Regions from separate parts of the Mus musculus genome. Here region 2 is linked to region 1. The links are chromatin contacts, called in public HiChIP or PLAC-seq maps. All regions are on one chromosome and are shown on one strand. The core of a region is the stretch at or near the end of the contact, and the rest is flanking DNA. Distances in the headings are between cores, read along the strand shown.

What was found. HiChIP or PLAC-seq counts read pairs in DNA pulled down with a chosen protein or histone mark.
Region 2: a contact with region 1 is called in an H3K4me3 HiChIP or PLAC-seq map of the SCID.adh cell line, with 9 read pairs. The contact joins the promoter of Ap3s2 here to the enhancer-like site in region 1. A contact is called at or near these places in 3 of 39 promoter capture datasets (all in embryonic stem cells), 1 of 484 Hi-C or Micro-C datasets (bone marrow-derived macrophages), 13 of 115 datasets of contacts at active chromatin or transcription factors (the SCID.adh cell line, bone marrow-derived macrophages, cardiomyocytes and 5 more) and 4 of 9 other capture datasets (adipose tissue, embryonic stem cells, liver and 1 more).

Annotation. Positions count from the first base shown.
Region 1 is chr7:79,756,518-79,759,576 of GRCm38.p6, reverse strand. Wdr93 (WD repeat domain 93) reads right to left here. Exons shown (of 18, transcript NM_001381990.1): 6 at 1,052-1,167. Among named protein-coding and RNA genes, the nearest start is that of Wdr93, 15 kb to the right of the region's middle. Within about 2 kb of position 1,481, at least 18 of the 459 cell types and tissues checked have an H3K27ac peak or open chromatin away from gene starts, as enhancers often do. A contact at or near this core is called in the SCID.adh cell line, adipose tissue and liver, where this site is marked.
Region 2 is chr7:79,918,996-79,922,054 of GRCm38.p6, reverse strand. It overlaps Ap3s2 (adaptor-related protein complex 3, sigma 2 subunit), which reads left to right and starts at 1,415. Exons shown (of 6, transcript NM_009682.3): 1 at 1,415-1,546. The coding sequence starts at 1,478. 5430400D12Rik (a long non-coding RNA gene) reads right to left here and starts at 1,406. Exons shown (of 2, transcript XR_003946805.1): 1 at 1,116-1,406; 2 at 1-1,006.

The DNA of each region.
Region 1 (3,059 bases), core at 232-2,731:
GTGTTTGGTTTTGTTTTTCTTGTTTTATTTGGTTTCTTGAGACAAGGTTACTCTGTGTAGCCCTGGCTGCCCAGCAGTTAACTTTGCAGTCCAGACTGGCCTTCATCTCACTGGGCTCCTGCCTCTGTCTGAGTGTGTGCCACTACCACCCAGCTTAGCTCAGTAGGTTTTAAATGGAGTGCTCAATTAATAATAGTTGATTTCCCTGGGCAGTGGTGGCACACGCCTTTAATCCCAGCACTTGGGAGGCAGAGGCAGGTAGATTTCTGAGTTTGAGGCCAGCCTGGTCTACAGAGTGAGTTTCAGGACAGCCAGGGCTACACAGAGAAACCCTGTCTTGAACACCCCCCCCCCAAAAAAATAGTTGATTTCTAAAAAGAAAACTAATACATGCATATTTATATTATATTCTTAAGTAAAATAAGCTTTAATCTTTACTGAGAAATTATATCTCAAGCCAACTGAAATAGTTAAGTTGCTACCTACTAAGAAAAACAAAAGTGGCTGGAGAGATGGCTCAGTGGTTAAGAGCACTGCTGCTCTTCCAGAGGTCCTGAGTTTAATTCCCAGCAACCACATGGTGGCTTACAGCCATCTGTAATGGGATCCAATGTTATCTTCTTGTGTGTCTGAAGACAGCTACAGTGCATTCATAAACAAACAAACAAACAAATCTTAAAAAAGAAAAACAAAGGCCACACTCTGGTAAACATAATAGAACCTGAAACATTCAAGGATTGCTTCCAACCAGGAGTAGGAAAAGGTACCTGTGAGACAGGACACAGGATAAAAGACACTCCCCTCCCACAAGAAAGGTCTGGGTGCAGTCTCAGGAACAGAAGTCCAAGTCAAGAGAGACACGGAACCTCTGTTGCTCAAGACATCTCTCCTTACTAATATTTTATCTAAAGTAATCCAGTTTTGGAAGCTGTCCACTGTTCCTGTTGCCATTTGTCAAACCTCCAGTGGCCTTGATAGTTCCATGGAGAATTTAGGCTAGATTTCAGCTAAGTGTAGAGAGAAATATATTGATTAAAAAGGCTGTTCCTACCAGTTGCAGCTGTTTGGCTTTTTTCTTTTGATTTAGAGTCGATTGGGGGTGCTCCATTTCCTTTAGCCAAATCTCCTTGGGCAACTTATACACTTCCAGCCAGACATCCCCGGCTCCTGCATTGGGAAACCAAACAAACAAGCGTTGGGCAATGGAGTGGTGTGGCAAGTTTCAGCTGGAGACTATCTGTCTCCTCACAAGTGCTGGCCTGAAGTCCCAGACCCTCTGCAGTCAGTGCCTGTGGAAGGGGCTTGTGTAAACTGAGCGATGTTTGCATGGAGAATTGAGCTCTCAAGCCACTGCTATCTAATGTAGGCAGGGGCTTCGACAACACTGGCACAACTCGGTTTTTAATCAAACTGCCATTTTTGCCAAGTCCCATGTTTTCGGTGTCGCAAATAGTTCTACTGACATTCTGCCCTAGAGTTGACATTGCCACTTAGGGGACACGTAAGCATAGTAAGAGAGGCTTAGAGCAAAGGGAGAGTTCTAATGGGACAGACCCCAAAGAATTCTCTGACCAACATAAGATTTATGGGGAGGCTAAAGAACCTCCTCTCATCACAAGATCAGGCTGAGCTCCTGTTCTGAATATAGACCCATCTGGGAAAGGTTGCTCTCTCATGGAACAGGATCCTGCCTCAATGTCCCATTAAACACATAACCATCTGGATACCTTAATTTCACACATCTTGCTCCACAACCACAAGGGAGTAAAAGCCATCATTTTAAGCTATCCACTCTGTGGTTCCTTGATATGACAGCAGAGGCCATGAATACATGAGCATTTTGCCTACACATATGTTTGCACATTATATATGTCCTTGGTACCTGCAGGGGCCTCGGAACTAGAGGTACATACGGTTGTTCCTTCCATACTGATGCTGGGAATCACACCTGGATCCTCTGGAAGAGTGCTTTTAACTGCTGAGCCATCTCTCCAGCCCCTAACATGTCCTTTGATACAAAAAGCACTACAAAATCTCTATCTTCTGCAAACACTTAGCATTTGGGGGTCCTTTGGGGTAAGAAGTATAGATCCAGGCTTATATAAACTATTTATATGTCTAAATGTGTAAAAGCTGAAAAATCAAACTACTAAACATTTGAATAAAGTGTGCTCTGTTGACATAGGCGTAACTGCAGCTGGCCAGATGAGGAAACAGGTGCTAAGACTGGCACATAAAACTTTAAGGAGGAGCCGGGCGTGGTGGCGCATGCCTTTAATCCCAGCACTTGGGAGGCAGAGGCAGGCGGATTTCTGAGTTCCAGGCCAGCCTGGTCTACAAAGTGAGTTCCAGGACAGCCAGGGATATACAGAGAAACCCTGTCTCGAAAAACCAAAACCAAAACAAACAAAAAACAAAAAACAAAATAAACAAAACACCCAAAACTTTAAGGAGAACTAAGATACTGTATCTTGTCAAAGTAGCCCCCCCCCCCCAAACATCTAACTACAGTAGTAGTTTTAACACATGTATAAATAGTCTTTGATTCTCCTGCTTCTGGGAGACACCTAAATTGCCTCCCTTGTTGTCTGGACTTGGTGGCTTGCTCCTTACAGAGGATTAAATGGGAAAAACCAAGTTAGGCATCATAATGTAGACGTGGAGTGACAACTACTCTGGAGGCTGAGGTAGGAGGATTACTTGAGCACAGGATTTTTGGAGCCAGACTGGAGGAAGCTGTGATCTAAGCTAAATCCAGCAAAAATGAGTCAACCTGGGACCCTACAGTTCTTGAGACAGAGCCTGCTCCTGTGCTAGCTTCCCCCTAAATCCTCCGCCTTGGGGGAACCATGATTAAGAAAGCAAACAAACTGCAGTGAAAGACATTCCACAGGCTATCTGGTTAGTTCTCCTGGGGAAAAAAGTCAAGGTAATGGAAACTTATGACCAGGAAATTGTCACAGGAGTACATTAGAGTGATGTGTGACTCAGTGTGATACTGTATCCTGGCCTAAAAAGGAGGGCAAAAAATAGCAAGAAAAAGAAGTGATGGGAAATCT
Region 2 (3,059 bases), core at 166-2,665, 160 kb before region 1:
CCTGTGGAGCCATCTCCCAGGTCCTTACTCTGTTTTTTCCTTACCTCTTTAATCCACTGTGGCCCTAACATATATGAAAGTATGAAAAAACTAAGCTGCTTTTTCTTCAAAGTGTTAATCAGTTATCTCAATAGCACTTGTGGAATTCCTTCCTACAGCCAAACTATGATAGCCCCTACATCATATATTAAAATTATTTCATGCCAAGGGCTTGGAAAGACTACATCTCTTCCAAACGACTGGAGTTGCTCCCAGCATTCACTTCAGCTGCTTATAAACTCCAGCTCTAAGGTGGCCTCTTCTAGTCTCTGAGGGCACCTGAAGCAACATTTGGACATATACACATACAACATAATTAAAATTAAATCTTTAAAATTGTTTACCACAGACTATTGTGTTATAGTTCAATAATACTTCACCTTTTAATTATGATTTGAGGCTTGTGAGGTAAAGGCACTGCCAAGTCTGATGGCTTACATTAGATCTTTTACACAGCAAGAGAGAACTGACTCCCCAAATTGTCCTCTGATTTCCACACATGCACCGTTGCAGGCGCGTGGGTCCTCTCCAAAAAAATCCATATAAATGTAACTTTAAAACATACTTCAAATTATCCTGCTTGGTTTGATTGGTGGGCAAAGCTGGTTCCTTCTTGCTACTCTGTTTTAGAATTGTCTTTGACATTTCCGTCCAACATTTGAATCATTTTGTCCCACTTCAATGCAATAGTCATTTGAATTTTTATTTACTAAAATCCCAGGGATGTATGTGGTGGTGCAGGCTTTTAATCCCAGCATTTAGGGTCACAGAGGCAGGCGAATCTCTGAGTTCAAAGCCAGGCAGGGCGACACAGTGAGACTCCGTTTCAAAGAAAGATAACATATAAACAAACAAACGAATAACTAAATGAATAAATAAATGAGAAAAGGTGTTACCAGTTTGAGACCAACCGTTCCGTTTATGTGGGATTGGATGAGAGATCCCGTATGATGTCAACTTTCACCATCTAAAGGAGAGAATGACCGTTTGACTGGCAGACTTTTGCCTAATTCACTGCAACATAAAAGCCTAGCTTTTGCTAGTCCAAGGTTAGAAGAAGAAACACAAACACCTACTGGTCCCTCAAACTGGCGCGGCTGCTGGCAGGAATTGCCAGTCTCGATGCTTGCTGCCGACACGGTTGGCTCCAGGATGGAACCAGAATGAGGGGCTCAGTCCCAGCCAGGCTTGGATTCGTTCCCAGGCTGGCCAAGGCGACCGTGCTCCTGGGCTTCTACAGCCGTGCTCCCCAGGAAAGCGCGCCGACCTCTCAGGGTGCCAGAGCGGCAGGACACTTTAGTGCTCGGTGCCCAGGGGTACCGAGACTAAGTTTCCGGGAGCAGCTTTCAGCGGGACACCAACAGGAAGTGTTCGTGTTGTGCCGGAAGAAGGTGCGTTCTTGGAGCAGGTGGTACCGAGAGAAGCGGGACCGGCAAAGATGATTCAGGCGATTCTGGTTTTCAACAACCATGGAAAACCGCGGCTGGTCCGCTTCTACCAGCGTTTTGTGAGTGCAGCCCCACCAACCATGCCCCTGCGGAGCACCAGAGCCATCCCTTCCCCACGGCCCGCAGCCGCGCTCAGCAGCATCTCCTGCTCTGGCACCGTGCATGACCCACCCCCCTGCTCCTCCCTCATCCTTCCTGGATCTTGGCTTTTCTGTGTTTTGTGACACTTTCCCTTGGGTCTTAGGGACAGACTCAGTACACAGTGTGCCGCATTGAGATATTGGGTGACAGCCTCTGTCTTTAGTTTTTTGTTTCTGTATTTGTTTTGTTTTTTAAATTGATGAGCGTAGTTTTGTGATGATCTGGTCGTTGGGTTCTTTTACGTTTATTTTTTCTCAAGGGCATGGAGAGAAGTTCTTTCGTGGAATCACTTGCTTCAGCATTGGCTGGCACTTATCAGGGTTGGGATACTTTTTATCCTGTAAGGTTGCAGAAAGTCTCTTTTAAAATTAGGGGGAAATGAGCTATTTTTACAAGATGCCAGTTGTAGTGGTGCACACCTCAAAGCTCAGAACTCGGGAGATGGAGGCGAGAGGATCAGGACTTCAAAGTTATCCTCAGATACACAGCTAGTTCTAAGCCAGCTTGAGCTACACCAGACCGCATCTTAAGAAATCATATAATTAAACAAATAAACAAATGCCATCATGGAATGCCTCAGCAATGTTCGTGCACATTTGAATTTTCTGGAAACATTTCCTTTGGGGAAACGCAGATGCCGTTCTTTGCCTTCTGTACCCCAATATTTTATTCGTGGTTAGGTTTCAAAATATCCTCCTGAGAGACTGGTTCTGTCTGAGAGGGAATAAAATCAGAAGACTTTCAGGCTTCAGCCCCACCTTTTGTACACGTTAAGAAATGTCTTGCCGGGCGGTTCTGGCACACACCTTTAATCCCAGCACTTGGGAGGCAGAGGCAGGTGGATTTCTGAGTTCGAGGCTAGCCTGGTCTACACAGTGAGTTCCAGGACAGCCAGGGCTTTAGAGAGAAACCTTGTTTTGAAAAACAAACAAACAAACAGAAATGTCTCTGGGTCTTTTATTCCTTTTTTCATCATAAATGAAAAGTATTTGCTTTTTAAAATAGGATTTTCCAACTACGTTTTTAAATAGAACACTGAATACAACTTCAATTTTTTGTTGTTTATGTTTTTCAAGACAGGGTTTACAACTTCAATTTGCACGTGCATTTGTTTCTCCTAGTTTCTAAGTTTTTCACTGAGCTAAAAATCACTATACAGCTACTTAATGTATGCAGTTTAGTGGCATCTGTCACAATTTGAGAACATTTTTATCTCTATTAAAGAAACTTACTGTTAATAATCAACTACCCTGTTCACAATCAACTGCCCTGTCCCTAAGCAAGCAAAACCAAAACCCAACCAACCAACCAACCAACCACCAAAAGAGATCCTACCACAGCCTTCCACATCCTAGAGTTATAGGCATGCACCACTGTGCTCTGCTGGTCATCTGTGTTTCCCAGTAATTGCTCTGAACATTCATGTGTTGA